Linked DNA regions of Ovis aries: region 2 is linked to region 1. A link is a contact called in public Hi-C data. All regions are on one chromosome and are shown on one strand. The core of a region is the stretch at or near the end of the contact, and the rest is flanking DNA. Distances in the headings are between cores, read along the strand shown.

What was found. Hi-C and Micro-C count contacts between places; a contact is called where the count stands out from the background.
Region 2: a contact with region 1 is called in a Hi-C map of hypothalamus, with 4 times the contacts expected there. The contact joins two enhancer-like sites. A contact is called at or near these places in 4 of 16 Hi-C or Micro-C datasets (blood, hypothalamus, skin fibroblasts and 1 more).

Annotation. Positions count from the first base shown.
Region 1 is chr18:54,992,312-55,000,225 of ARS-UI_Ramb_v3.0, reverse strand. The region is part of intron 12 of SLC24A4 (solute carrier family 24 member 4); the gene reads right to left. Among named protein-coding and RNA genes, the nearest start is that of TRNAY-GUA, 21 kb to the left of the region's middle. Within about 2 kb of position 5,270, at least 10 of the 54 cell types and tissues checked have an H3K27ac peak or open chromatin away from gene starts, as enhancers often do. A contact at or near this core is called in hypothalamus, where this site is marked.
Region 2 is chr18:55,118,587-55,126,500 of ARS-UI_Ramb_v3.0, reverse strand. All of the region lies in intron 3 of RIN3 (Ras and Rab interactor 3), which reads right to left. Among named protein-coding and RNA genes, the nearest start is that of RIN3, 67 kb to the right of the region's middle. Within about 2 kb of position 3,495, at least 9 of the 54 cell types and tissues checked have an H3K27ac peak or open chromatin away from gene starts, as enhancers often do. A contact at or near this core is called in hypothalamus, where this site is marked.

The DNA of each region.
Region 1 (7,914 bases), core at 4,021-6,520:
CTTTTTTGAAGCAGGAAATCACAATTTAATTATGTGAAAAAAATCTTTACAAGTGAACTCTAACAAAACAGATGGCTAATCATACTGGTACAAAAAATGAAGAAGAGATGCAGTTGCTAATGAAAAACTTCAAACAAAATAATGTGGACAATGAACCACCTAGAGTGGTTAACTGGTGGTATGAGGGGGTGTGTGCTATTGGGTGAAGTAGATATTCAGTGTTCTTGCCTGGAGAATCCCAGGGACGGGGGAGCCTGGTGGGCTTCCGTTTATGGGGTCACACAGAGTCGGACACGACTGAAGTGACTTAGCGGTAGCAGCAGCAAACTAGTAATGTTTACACAAAAGCATAAGTCTAAGACCAGTGGTTCTCAAACTGGAATATAAATCAGAATCCCCTGGAGCTAATGACTGGGTAGCTGTGGAGTTGGCGAGGGAGGTGGTTCGAGAATTTGCATTCGTAACAAGTTCCCTGGTGCTACTAATGCTGCTTTTCCAGCTTGAGAAACACCATTCTAGATTGACTCCATTTAAAAACTGAGATAATAAAGATATAAAATTCACCACTTTTAAAGTATATTAGGTGGTTTTAGTATATTAGAAAGTGAAAGTGAAGTCAGTGAAGTCGCTCAAGTCATTCTTTGCGACCCCATGGACTGTTTGCAGCCTACCAGGCTCCTCCATCCAGGAGATTTTCCAGGCAAGAATACTGGAGTGGCTTGCCATTTCCTTCAGGCTATATAATTCCAGAAGATTTTTAGGACCCTGAAAAGAAACCCCCTCCCTGTTACCAATATTCCCCATTTCTCTTCCTCTCAAGCTCTATGAGTGAGCTACCCTGTCTCTGTAGATCGGCCTATTCTGGACATTCTATATACCTGGAATCATAGTATGTGGTCTTTCATGCCTGGCTTCTTTCACTTAGCAGAATGTTTTCAAAGTTCACCCATGTTGTAGCATGAACAGTGACTCATTCCCTTTTATGGCCAAATAATATTCCATTATATGAATATATTATATTTTGTTTAACCTGTTCATCACTTGGATATTTGGATTATTTCTACTTTTAAGCTACTATGAATAATGCTCTTATGAATATGTATGTACAAGTTTTTTGGTGGACATATGTTTTCATTTCTCTTGCATATGTAACTAGGAATTATAACTAGAATTGATGCACCACACAGTATGGTGCAGTATGGACATGAGTTTGAGCAAACTATGGGGGGACAGGGAAGCCTGGCATGCTGCAGTCCACTGGGTCACCAAGAGTTAGGACACAACTGAGTGACTGAACAACTACAGTGACTTTACATTTAACCTTCTGAAAGCCTTCCAGCCTGGTTTCCAAGATGCTGCACCATCTTACATTCCCATCAGCAGTATATGAGGTTTCCAATATACCCACATCCTTGCCAGCACATTAGTGTTGTCTCTCTTAATTATAGCCATTCTGAGTGATGAGTGGTATCACACCGTGGTTTTGGTTTGCATTCCCCTGATGACTAATAATGGTGAGTATCTGTCATGGATTTATTGGCTATTTATAAATCTTGGGAGAATTGTTGACTCAAATCCTTTGCCCATTTTAAAGGCTGGGTTGTCTTTTTACTGTTGAGTTCTAAGAGTTCTATAGTTCTATATATAGAACTGTATATTTCAGATATTAGATCCCTATCAGAAATATAATTTACAAATATTTTCTCCCATTACAGGAGTTTTTTGACTTACTTCATAGATCCCATAAATCCCATAGGTTTTAATTTTGATGAAGTCTGTTTTTTAATTTTCTATTTTTGGCTACTTCTGCTATTGATATATATAAGAAACCATGGTCACAAATATATACACTGTTTTCTAAGAGTTTCATATTTTTAGCTACTACATTTAAGTCTGAAGTTTCATATGTGGTGTGAGATAAGGGTCCAACTTCTTTTTTAAAAAAATATGGCTATCTAGTTTTCCTAGCACCATTTGTTGAGAAGACTATTCCTTCCCCCATTCAATTATTTTGGCACCCTTTCCAATAATTATTGATCTTGAAGTTCTTTTTCTTTTAATGCTCAGTTGCATCCAACTCTTTGTGACCCCATGACTGTAACCTGCCAGGCTTCTCTGTCCATGGGATATTTTAAGCAAGAATACTAGAGTAGATTGCCATTTCCTCCTCCAGGGATCTTCCCAACTCAGGGTTTGAACACATGTCTCCTGCATCTCCTGCAATGTCTGGGCATATTTCTGGACTCTCAGTTCTAGTTCATCGAGCTATATTTCTATCCCACGCCACTATCAGGCAGTCTTGACGACTATTTCTTTGTAATAAGTTTTGAAGTCAGGAAGTCTTTCAGTTTTGTTCAAGATTGTTTTGGCTATTCTGGGTCCCCTCTATTTCCATGTGAATTTTAGAATCAGCTTGTCAATTTCTGCAAAAACAAACAAACAAACAAAAACCCCCAAAAACCTAGCATGGATTTTCACAATGATTGCATGAAGTCTATAGGTCAATTTGAGGACTATTGCCACCTTAAAAATTTTAAATCTTTCAACCATAAACTTAGGATGTTTTTCCATTTATTTAGATATTTCATTTCTTTCAATAATGTTTTACAGTTTTCAGTGTACAAGTCTTGTTCTATTTTTGTTAAATTTATCCCTAAGTACTTTATTGCTTTTTGATTGCATTGTAAATAAAGTTTCTTACATTCATTTTTCATATTGTTAATGTATAAAAATAGAGTTGAATTTTGTATATTGACTTTGGAGCCTGCAAGTTTATTAATTCTAGTGGTTGTTTTTTGTGTTTTGGTAGATTTCCTAGGATTTTCTATATATAAGATCATGTCATCTATGAACACACTTTTACTTCCTCCTTTCCAAATTGAATGCTTTCCGTTTTTTCTTGCCTATTTACCCTGGATAGAACCTCCAGCACAAAGCTGAATAGAAGAGGTAAGAGGTGTCATTTCTAATCTTAGGGGGAAAGTTTCCCATCTTTCACCACTAAATATGACATTAATTTGGGGGTTTTTTGTAGATGCCTTTTATCAGATTGAGGAAATTCACGCTATTTATTTCTAGTTTGAGTGTTTTCCCCCCCATTAAGAAAGGGTGTTGGATTTTGACCAATGCTTTTTCTGTGTCTGTTGAGATGATTGTGCAATTTTTAGCCTTTATTCTAATAATACAGCATGTCTTATTGTTTTTCACGTGTGGAACCAACCTTGCATTCCCGAGATAAATCTCACTTGGTTAACTGTTTATAAAGAGAAAAACCAAGTCCCATGAAGGTTAATGAACTGCCAAAACCTCACAGAAAATTAGTGGCAGAGCCACAAACAGACCCTGCATGCCCAGCCAGTGACCTCTGAGCTGGTCCTTGTGGGGAGGTAAGGGGATGCATTTGAGGGGGGATCATCGTCAGGGATGGGTTAGTGAACAGTCCTGTCACCATTATTCAACATTTGTGTTGTGCCTCACACATTTTGGAGGTGGTTTTCACAAACACTATTTTTCATATCAACTTTGGGGAGATATTCTCACCGTTTCACAGGTAAGGTTTGGTAAAGTTCAGTGACTTAAACATCACAAGCTCAGAGGCAGTACCAGGACTTGAATGCAGGTCTTTAGAGCCTAAATCTTGAGTCCTCTGTACTATACTACTTGCCTGCCCTCTGAGTCCCATGATTTCAAAGCCTGTGAAAGTCCTTTTGCTGCCCACTGGTGGACAGCGTCACAACTGTCAGATTAGAGCTTTACACTTTTAGCTCATGGCTGTGATCTAAACAGAAAAATCCTCTTAAATAGGGGAACCATTAAAGTTTTCTTATTCCTTGGGAATGAATGAATCTTACCATCAATTCTTAGTTACTTCTAATACATTTTTGTTTTATCGTTAGACTTACCATTAAACTGATTGCTCTCTGAGGGGCATAGAAACTTCATGGTTAATGACAGCTACATTGTTAGATTCAAACTCCAGTTCTGGCATATTTTACCTCTGTGACCTTAGAAAAGTATTTAGCCTCTGGGCATCTCCGTTTCCCAAGCTGTGAAATGGGGATAACAACAGCTCTTAACACACACTGCTATTGTGAGACTAAAATGAGCCAACACATGAGATGCATTTAGCCCACACTCGGTGCAGAGTACGCACTAAATTTTAGCTTTTGTTGATAATAATGGTTAATTAAGTTCCACTTACTGAGTACCTACGACTGTCAAGCACTGGGTTGGGTGTTTTATGGAAACTAAAACAGGTTTAAGACTCTGGTGCTGGGAAAGATTGAAGGTGGGAGGAGAAGGGGACGACAGAGGATGAGATGGTTGGATGGCATCATTCGTTCAATGGGCATGAGTTTGAGTAAACTCTGGGAGTTGGTGATGGACAGAGAGGCCTGGCGTGCTACAGTCCATGGGGTCTCAAAGAGACACGCCTGAGTGACTAAACTGAACTGAAAACAGGTTTTAAGAAGTAAGCTGTCTAGCCCAAGGTCACATAGCTAGGAAGTGGCAGACTCAGAAGCTCAATACCAAAGCCTCTTACTGACACCATGTTGAACCCTGGAGCATGAGTTTTGAGCCTAAGGGCACTAGAGAGACAATGGCGGGGGGTGGGGGGGGGCCTGCAGGAAGTAGATAAGATCAGGGTTGTAATTAAGCTGAGCTGCCAAGCTGAGGTTTGGGAGGAAGGGGAAGACAGAAGTGGAGCATGTGAGAGAAAACAAGAGGCTCCAGCCAGGTCAGAGGGCAGGACCTGCTGGGGGCTGACAGGGAGATGCCGGCAGTCAGGCCTGAGTGCACAGGGACCAAAGGCCCAGTAAGAGACACCCTGGCAGCCCAGTGTAGAGCCTGGAGAGCTTGTGGGGGGCTGTGAAAGGCCGTCCCCAGGGAGGCAGCCTTGGCTTGGTCTCCCCCTCTCACGGCAGTCAGGTACCATGGTTCAGCCTCTGGGACCCTGTTCATGCTTCCCCAAGAAGTGTTCCTCCCCTTGGAAAAGGAGGAGAGATCAGACATGCAGACCAGGACCTCCCGGTCAACACAGAAGCCAGGCCCAGAGTTTGCTCAGCAGGTGCAGACCCCAGGGACCCTTACCCCAGCTCTGCATCCATGCCCACAGCCCCCACCAAGTCAAGCTTCTGGACTGGATGTCAGTGGGTCCCAGAGCTGAGGTCGGTGAGCCACCTGTCTTGTTCTAAAGATGACCTCAAGCTACGGCCAGCTCTGCACTCCACCCCAGGAACCTCAAGGCTGGGGCCAGAGAGCTGGTCCGTCCTCTGTCACTCGTGACTGTGTGGCAGTGGGTGGATCTTCAACCTCTCTGAGCCACCCTGTCCTCAGCTGTGATGTGATAACTCCCCCCGTCTCACCCACCCCAAGGATCTACGGGGAAACAAAAGAAAGGCAAGAAGTACGAAGCTGACCATCCTGCCTCTGAAGGTTGCACCTTGAGTCTGGACGCCCTGGGGAGTGAAATAAGAGTCAGGAATGCTTGACAGGCCCAATAGCAGGCCCTCTCACCTTAAACATCCAGCAAACATCCAGGGCAGGCCTGTGGGTTCCCAGTGCTTACAAACCCCATAGACTCAGCAGCTGGCCGCCTCCTCCCCTTCCTTCCTGCTGCGCCTGTATTCCAGAGCACACACTCCAGCCTGGCAGAGTGCCTTCCTGGCCAAAATCAATACTGGAACCAGGCCGAGGACTCAGGAGTCAGGCAGACCTGGGGTACCAGCCCTGCCTGAGGCCCTTAGTTACCTGGGAAATGGGGACCACACCAGACACGCAAGCAGGGCTGTGTGCAGACTCTAAGCCCCAAATATAAGACGTGTACGGCCCAAGCTCCATGAAGAACGTGTCTGCCAAGCTATAGGTCAGGGCCCAGCCCCTTCCTCTGCCTCACTATGCGACTGGAAGCCACATGAGCCCCTCACCAGGTCTGCTCTGGTCTAAGTCATCAGCAAAGATTAGTTCCCCTGCTTTTTTCCAGGCATCCCTGCAGCTCCCATAGGAGTGGACATGCTGAGCCGGCCCTCAGCAGCCCCCATGCCAACCTCCTCCTAGGGTGTCCATACAGCACTTCCCAGACTCCCTTGCAGTTGAAGTTCTAGACTCAAACTGGGCTCCTTATTTTGAAAAACAGACTGAGGAGGGGCTGGGCCACCTTTCTGGTGCTTTCGATGCACTGCTGTGAAACAGGCCTCTCGGGATGCTGCTTTGGCTACAGCGGCGCATTCCTGCCCAGGAGCTAGCTGAGTGGGCACCAGGGATGCCTTCTCAGGCCTGACCAGCAGCCCAGTGGCAGCTTCTGGTGGCAGCACAGCTGTGGCAGTGGCTTCCTGGTCCCTGGGTTGTGACTCTGACAGTGAGTTTTGAACATTTCAGCACATCCCAGTCCCCCACCTCTTCAATTCTGAGAGAGGTGGTAGCAGCCGGTTCATTGGGCGTCATTACTGGTACCCAGCCTGGAGCGTCCGTCCCACCACTGCATAAGGAACCCACCTACTAGGTCTATCAATTTCTATTTCTCCCACATCAGTGATTAGCATCCATCATCTCCTGATAACGCCCGAGGCACCTGCCATAGACCTATAAGGGGTGCGGGCGTGTGTGCTCAGCATCTCTTCTCTCCAAACAGCCCTCCCAGGGGCCACCAAAGCCATGCTGGCCAGCATGGGTACTGACCAGGGGTGGGCCCCTGACCTCTGGGCTGATAGCATTCTCCCTCTTAGGACTCTGGAATTCAGACGCAACCCTAGGCAACCAAGTGAGGGAGGCAGGACATGGCAGAAGTCAATCTGGGGCCAGTGGGAGGCCACGGTCTGCCATGGGCACCGACAGTGGAGTTGAGAAAAGCCAGTCCACAGCCAAGGAGCAGAGTGAGACAGGCAGGTGTGTGAAAGGAAGACAAGAGCCAGGAAGAGCCTCAACACGCACAAAGGCTCCGAGTCCAGCCCCTGGGTGAGTCCAAGTGTTCATGGGATCCACAACACACCCCTGTAATCTTATGATAACAAAGGTCCCTTTTATCTCAAAGGAAGCTCATGTGGGCTTCTGTTGCCAGCATCCGTAGATACTTCAGGTCCCCAGCGCATGCCCAGCTCATGACAGGTCCTGAGCCCCTTCACCTCCCTCCTTCTAGTTTGGACTGTGCTGGTCTGGCTGTGGGGTGACACAGAATAGATTCCAGGGCAGGTGGCCCAGATGCCTGGCTCCGTCTGGTCAGTACTGACCCCTGGGCAAGCCCTGGCCCCTCAGTTTTCTGCTTTGGAATACAAGAAGCGGGTCTAAAATTCCCCAGATTGCTTTTAACCACAGCATTCAGAGACCATCTGTTGTTAACCACAGAGAATTCAGAGGAATATTGCTTTCATTTAGATGAAAAACAACCCCCCCAAAAAAAAACACCCTCTTTCTCTATTATGCTTTAGCAGCTGTTTTTTATAAACCACTTATCACCAGAAAGTGGAAATAATCCAATTGTTCATTCACTGATGGAGAAATGGGGTACATCCATACAATGGAATATTATTCAGTCATGAAAAAGAAATGAAGGACCAACACATGCCAAATGCAGATGAACCTTGAAAACACGCTAAGAAGGCAGACTCTGGGAGACAGAGAAGGACAGGGAAGCCTGGTGTGCTGCGGTCCATGGGGTCGCAAAGAGTCGGACATGACCGAGCAGCTGAACAACAACAAAGAAGGCAGACACAAAAGGCAACTTATTTAATGATTCCATTTATATAAAATATCCAGAATAGATAAACCCGAAGAGACAGAGTCGCAGTTGCCAGGAGATGGCGGGGAGGACGGAGAATAATTGCTTAGCAGGTAGGGGGCTCCTTTGAGGGTGCTCAAGAAAACCGATTGTGGTAACGGTTGCACAACTTTGTGAGTAGATGAAAAACCACTCAACTG
Region 2 (7,914 bases), core at 2,246-4,745, 130 kb before region 1:
CATACTCTGAGGGTGGGCTTCCCTGATAGCTCAGTCTCAGCTGGTAAAGAATCCACCTGCAATGCAGGAGACCCTGGTTCGATTCCTGGGTCGGGAAAATCCCCTGGAGAAGGGATAGGCTACCCACTCCAGTATTTTTGGGCTTCCCTTGTGGCTCAGCTGGTAAAGAATTTGCCTGCAATGTGGGACACCTGGGTTTGATCTCTGGGTTGGGAAGATCCCCTGGAGAAGGGAAAGGCTACCCACTCCAGTATTCTGGCCTGGAGAATTCCATGGACTGTATAGTCCATGGGGTCGCAAAGAGTTGGACACAACTGAACAGCTTTCACATACTCGGAGGGTAATTTCAAAGTTCTCATGTATACACCATAATGGTCTGCTCGACGCCCCACTCTCTGTGCCCCCCACCACCCCTAACTTGGAGCCCCATGCACATGAGGACCACGGGAGGCAAGACAAGAAGCAACCTGCTCAGATGAAGGTGCTTTGAACATGGAGTTGAGAGCCTGGCTTCAGTCCCAGTTTCATCCTTGGGCACAATTCCCTCCGCTGCAAAATGGGGGTCTAGCACCTGCTTTGCAGGGCTGTGATAAAGACCCAAGGAATGGCTTCCATGAAGACCACTTTATGCCTGGTACACAGAGAGTCCGGTACACAGTCGGGTACACGGGGAGTTTCCCCAGTAGCTGGGGCCAAAGGCTATATAAGATTTCAAGGGTAGGGTCTATCATTGAGGAACTGAGTCTCACCTGGGGGCTTCCCAGGGCAGTCTTGAACTGCAAACAATGACTACATTAAAGAAACATCTCAAGAGGGGAAGTTCCACTGCGGCGAGTTGCCCGAAAGTTTCCACTGTGTAAACCAAGGCCAAGACAGCAAAAAGCACAACAGAATGTATGTAACAGACTCGGGACTGCCAATAAACGCAATGCAAACTATTTACTGATTCCTAACAGATTTAGGGAACTGGTGGTGGTTTAATTGCTCAGTCGTGTTTGATTCTTTGCAACCCCATGGTCTGTAGACCCCGAGACTCATGTCCAGGCAAGAATACTGGAGTGGGTTGCCACTTCCTTCTCCAAGGCATCTTCCCAACCCAGGGATTGGATTCGCATATCCTCTGTCTCCTGCATCTCAGGCAGATACTTGATATCCAGGGAGATGGACACACGCACACACAAAATCATGGAAGTCACTAGTCCATTTCTACAGAACTTTCCAGAAGGTTTCACCTCTGACTGCTTCCTTAAGCAGTTTGGGCAGAAAGGAGAAGTTGATGGGACAGGCATAATACAGTGGCTTCCCAAGTGGCCAGTGTGGTTGCCTGGGACACTGAACATGTATTTTCCTCACCTGTGGTGAGGCTTTTTATCCTAGCGCTTGGGATGTCTGGGGCCAGGCAAACCAAGAATAGTACCTTCTCTCTGTATGGGGCTTCATCTTTCCAAGGCATTTTATATCCATTTCTTGCCTGGTGAGGTCAGGTGGCCCAGAGACATTGAGTGACATGCTTAAGGTAACACAGAAGATTACTGGTAGGGCCAGATTAGAACCCCATTCATTGATACCTGACATGGTTTTGCATAAACTCACACTGATGCTGTTCCTCTTTCTGGTGGGAAAGCTGCCTGGAAGCTTCCAGAGCCAGGCAAATCTGTGAGGCGCTTCAGAAGTCCTCAGAGGTAGACTTCACTGGTGGTCCAATAGCTAAGACTCCGTGCTCCCAATGCGGAGGGCCAGAGTTTGATTCCTGGTCAGGAATCTAGAGCCCACAAGCCACAGCTGAGATCCCGAGTACTGCAACTAAGGCCCGGCTCAGCCAAATAAATTTTTTTAAAAGTGTCCAGAGGTAACAATCAGCTTTCCCTTTTGGAAAAAAAAAACAAACCCTAAAATCTGAGTTCCCCTGGAACAACCCCTAAGAAGTCCTAAATACTGGGGGCACTCCTTCCAGAGCAAAGCTCCATACAGGGACACCATGAGAGCTGCAAAGCCACTTGTAAAAAGCACTTTGCCTTGTTTCTTCCAACCCACTCAGCTACCCAAGTGATCTTTCTAAGAGTAGAATTTGGTCTCCTCTGAGCCCAGGGCTCAATAGATGCTAGTTATGTATACACGGGAACAGATGGACGGATGGATACAGTAGTGTGCAGCTCTAGAATCTCAGTCAGGTTTTAGGTACGTTCGAATGTTTATTCCCCACAGCAATTTCCTTGGAGGCATCTTTAACCCTATTTACAGTTGATGAAAGTGAGGCCCAGGAGTCACACCTTGCTTGAGTTCCCAGAACCAATTAAGCAGGAGAAATGAATGCAAATCCAGGTTTTCCAACTCCAAGACCTCTCTGTCAAGGGTGAAGGTGAGCAGAGAAGGGGAAGAAGCAATTAACTTTTCATGAGTACCGACTCTATGTAGTTTTAGTTAGTCATCACTCTGATTATGAGGTCATTTCCCAGCCGAGAAAACCAAGGCTTATTGAGGTGGATGATTGAGTAGCATGGCCAAGACCTCACAGCTGATGAAAGCATAAGGGTGGCATTTGAGTTTGGATCCATCGGGTTCCAAAGCACACTCTCTGGGTCCTAGAGACTCTCTGCACAAGTGTGGGGTGTGATTAACTGATTGAGCAGTGGTCCTGCCCTTTGCTAGGCTATGGGGACCACAGATGCATCAGACAGAAGCTCTACCCTTCTGTAGATGAGTACAGCTGACTGGCTGATAGGAGAGGGCTTCGAGCCCCCTGCCAGCACAGCACAGACGCGGGGTGACACGCTGAGTGTGGAGGAAGGTGGCGCCAGATGGGGATGCAAGCATCAGTTGTCTTCCAGGGGCCTTATTGTGGGGTAACCTGGGAGAAACTGCCTCCATCAGGCAACAGACGCATAAGAACTTCACTGTCCACCTGAGTAGTCTCATCAGGAAGCCTGCGGCCTGGGCAGGTGGTGGGCATGGGGAGGATGCTGGAGGTCAGATGAGCCTCAATGAAAGCAGGTGCCCCCCTCCTCTGCTGTTTCAGGACGGCCAGGACAAACCAACTCCCACTCTTCTGTTGGCCAGTGCCTGGCGCTCCCCTCCTTTATCAGTACAATAACTATTCCTACTGAGATGCACGCCCTTGTGGCTGGGGGCACCACTTTATGATGGTGTTAGTCTTTCACACGTTAGTATGAATCTGTTTACCGGCTAGAGAATTTCCAGAGAGCAGTTTTTCATGGAAGGTGGCAGAGGGAGGCAGAAACAGCTGGAAAGGAAGGTGGGAGCCCCAGACACAAACATTGATAATCCAAACCCATAGCTTTCCCGTGACAGGAAGCCCAGGAGGCACTGGGGCCCAATCCCTCTGGAGTCACCCCGAAAAGAGGGGTTGTAGCTATGCAGGGGCCCCTGGCTTTCTGAAGCTGCTGAATTGGACGGTCTTCTCTCTCAGGCACATCTTCTGAAGCTGCAAAGCCCCTGAAGGTGGCAGTCACTGTACACACAGGCCGAGGCCACTCGCTGGGGCCTGGTGATGATGTGACACTTCCCCTCCCTCCACAACCCGCTTCCCTCTTCTCTTGCCTCCAAGGACACGTGTCCTGGATCTTTCTCCCCTCTCTGTCAAAACCTCCTCCGGTGTTCCATGTCCACAGAGCCAGACCAACTCCTGGTGCCCTCAAAGTGCACACTAACATTCTAGCTCTTATGACCATCTGACTTCCATTTCTGGTTAAGTGCACGTGGGTCTGCTCAGGTTGGCCAATGTCAGGCGCCGTGTCTTACAGACCCTTCCTAAGCCTCGTTCAGCACACAGTTCATTGGATGCAAAGTCTGTGAAATGTTTAATAACACAGAGAAAGCTCATAATAAAATGTTTAAGTAAAAAAAGAAGGCTAAAAAATATGCACCACTATGATTCAAAAATCTATTAAAGAAAGAAAGAAAGAAAGAAAGGCACGAAAGATTTACAGTAAGGTTCTTGGAGTTCAATTATCTGATGATGTATTTTTTCCTAGACCAACCTCAGTTCTGGAAGCTGAAAGGGGAATTACTGAAAATAGAAAGATACAAACTGCGGTTCCTTTTTTTTTTTTTTTTTGCCAAAACCTGCATGGGTATAACCAATATGAGATAAAAGAATGAATTAACTTCTTAGAGGAGTCCTGCAAGAGCACGGCACTGCAGGAAGTGATGGTTTTGAGGTCTGAGCTGCATGTTACTCAACCCCACAGCTAATTATAACTGCTTGAATTTATTGAGTGCTTACTACACTCAGACACTGTGACAGCTTTCCCCCATACATGACTTCATTTTGTCCAGGAGACAACACTAGGATATTATAGTTACCTCTATTCTGACACCAATCCCAGTGTCTGTGCTTTCAAAACCACCAAGCTATTCTCCAGCACCCACTGGGTGTCCTACAATTTAACTCAATTCTTTATTTTCAAAAATGTAAAAACATAGTTTTTTTGGCTGAGCCATGCAGCATGTGAAATCTTAGTTTCTCTGACCAGGGATCAAACTCACACCCCACTGCACTGAAAGTGCAGAGTCTTAATCAATGGACCTCTAGGGAAGTTCCCAGTCTAACTCAATGCTGACACTATGCACCTAGAGACAGCATCAGATCCCACAACACTCTCCCACCCACCCCACTTCAGACACTAATCACAAGTCTAAGTTGTTACCCGTGCTTGTGACCAATCACCTACGGGATCAGAGGTTCTAATGACTTGGGTTCAATTAATCTGCTAGAGTGGGTTGCAGAACTCAGGAAACGCATTTACTCACAAGATCACTGGTTTGTATTAAAAGATATAACTCAGGAACAGCCAAATGGAAGAGACACACAGGACAACGTATGCAGGAAGGGGCCAGAGCGTCTCTGCTCTCTGAGCACACCACTCTCCCCAATCTCCATTGTGTTCACAAACCAGGAAGCTCTCTGAACCCGGTCCCTTTGGGTTTTTATGAAGGCTTCATTTCACAGACATGATAGATCAAATCATTGGCCATCAGTGATACTCAACCTCCAGCTCCTCTCCCTTTCCCAGAGGTTGGGAGTGGAACTGAAATTTCCAACATTCCAATCGAATGATTGGTTTCCTGGCAACCAACCCCCATCCTTAGGTACTTTCCCAAAGTCACCACGTGGACATAAACTCAGGTGTGGTTGAAAGGGTTTGTTACATGTCTCAAGACACAGTTATGGCTCTTATTATTTAGAAAATTCTGAGGGAGCTCTGTGCCAAGAATGGGAATGAAGACCGTGTATATTTCTAATTGTCGGTCACAATATCACAGGTCCAAGGCCAAGTACTTCTTATGTGCCAGGCAGCACTGCCTCTCATCCCTACTGTGTTCAGTCATCAACCCTCCAACAGCCATGCTGCAGATGTTCCCATTTTGCAGATGAGAAAATTGAAGCCCAGAGATGTTAAGATACTTGTCTAATGTCAGAAGATGCCAGGGACAGAATAAAAACCTAGAACTGTCAGTCTTCCCAAAGCTCATGATCTCAAAAGAGGTTTGCCTTGACAAACGCACACGACTCACCATGATACAATGCCTCCGGCCTGATGAAATATCAAGAGCTTGCCTTCTTCATACCAACCCTAAGTTTAACATAATAATTCCTTACCTTTTTATGGACTTAACATATTTTGGCCCAAATACAGGTGAAATCTCATTCTAGGATAGTGGGTCAGTTGGTGAAAGGGTCAAACCCAAGAGCACCAAAGCAAATCTTCAGTGTGGACCTCAAAGGCAATTTGTGTGACACTCTGCCCTCCCATACGTACAGATCTCTACTGCCTGGGAGGACTCATCTAGAATTGCTCCCCTCCTTGGTTTGAAAGGTCGCCCAATCCAGTGGTGATGATCATCTGCACCAATCAGCACAACACTCACCGCTGAGGTGGGCTCTGTTCCCAAGTGCAAGTATACTTATCTCATTCAACTACTTGGCCCAAAATCACTGGCCCAAGGGTGAGAGATCTGCTCAAAATCAAGAAGAAATCCTAACTGAGTTCAATAGGCCAGCCTTTCTAATGCCAGGGGTCAGTGTGGAATAGAGGATAGGCAAGAAGGGAAGTGGGGCTGCCCCGAAACTAGACCAAGTGGCTCAGACTGAGTACTGGGCAGTCACTTCCTGTAGGAGCCAGACCACACCATCCGCTGCTGTCTCATGATTCCTCTTCTGCAGATGGGGCCAACTGACTGTCTGTTATATATCAGCCAGGAGAAAATGCCATCACATGAAGGAATCATTGCTGCCATCTTCAAGGGTGCAGATTAATGAAAAAGATAGCTCGTGTCCCCCAGCCAACTAGTTAATTTCAGCCATAAAGGGGCAAGGCTGCACCTGGAGGCTGGTCAGACCTCCCTCTATCCTGTGTCCTGTCCCTTTGCATCCTATATCCCCTGAGCCAATGTCTTTTCTGCCAGTTCTCAGCCGCTACCAGCCACACATACATGTCTGGCCTCTGAGCGTCCCTGATGAAGCTAAGTGGTGACGCACTTGTCACCTTGGAGCAGCACAGAGGGGAATCGGGAATGTAATAGGTGACAACAGTTGTTCAAAATAGCCGCTACCCCTCTGTGCTAGTCACACACTGGAGGGAGGATCATACTTTGCATCCCACTGAGTCTGGTCTGGCCATTCAACCTGTTTTGGCCAATGAGATGTGATGGGAAGTGACTTCTGCCACCTCTGAATAAACCTGCCATCTCTCTCCGTCCCCTCTGCACCCTCCCCTCTCTGAGCACTGCTTTTTCAGCCCAGACTGCAGAGTGAAATGTTTTTGTAAAGAGTCTCAGCTGACATGCGGTGTGAGTGAGAAACACACTCGCCTTACTGTGTGTGCAGTGCTGTGGGTAGAGAAGCCTCTGCAGGGTAGGGCTGCTCGTCACCACAGCATAGCTAGCCTGAGCGGACTGGTTCAGGATTTCGCCAAAAACCTCTTAACAAGGAACTAGAGGATGACCTGAGCACACAGAAGCACAGAGGGGGTCTGCAAAGATCTCTCTCATTCAAGGCCAACAGAGGGAGGCCACAGATATGGCTGACTGCCTACTTCCTGGGGGATCCCCTTGTCTCTTTCCTTTGTCTCAGCTCTGTGTGGGGAATCCCAACAAAAGGTCCCAGGTCCAGGCTCTGGGCCTTTTCCCTTGCCCACTTCCTCCTCAGGCCACCCCCCACCATAGCCACCATGGCCACGGGAGGATGCAAGAGGTTGGTGGTTCCTTCCTCCCACAAAGGACTATGGTCAGGCCCCACAAGCTGGGCTGGGATATACCCAGAACCTTGGAGCCCAGTGTGTAGGCTTATTCTACTCCTCCTTTTTGCCTTAATCCTGAAGGAGCCTTAATAATAACAGCAATAACAACAAGAGTGAGAAAAACAAACACAGTTATTACCCTCTAGGGTGCTCTGGGTACTACCCTAAGCACTTCAGATACACTAACTCCTCCTTCCAGCCTGCTACGGGAGCAGCACCATTATCATCCCCATCTTAGAGGCCTGGAGAGGTTAGGCAAGGGGCCCAAGGTCACACAGGTGGTTAAAGGCAGAACACTCCGATTCCAACACAGGCTGTGCGGCTTCCCTGGTCTGTGCTTGACCATCATGATAAGGAGCAGGAACCACACAGGAAGACAGCACAAAGGTGGAAGCGGCGAAGCAACGTGGCAAAGAAACACGCCACCTTGCTGCTTTCTTGCTGTTGTCTGGTTTCTCTCGGGTCAGATCTCAGGACTGAGGTTTGGGGAGCAGAGGAGTAAAATTTAAAAAAAAGCAAAATGAAATGCATACAAACGTACAGACGACATCTGTGCAGTCACAGGGAATGGATACGAATTGTGATTTAGAAGAGTTATGTTTCACGAAGGATGTTTGGTTTGGGTTTTGATGCTCTTTTCAGCTAAGCTGAGCAT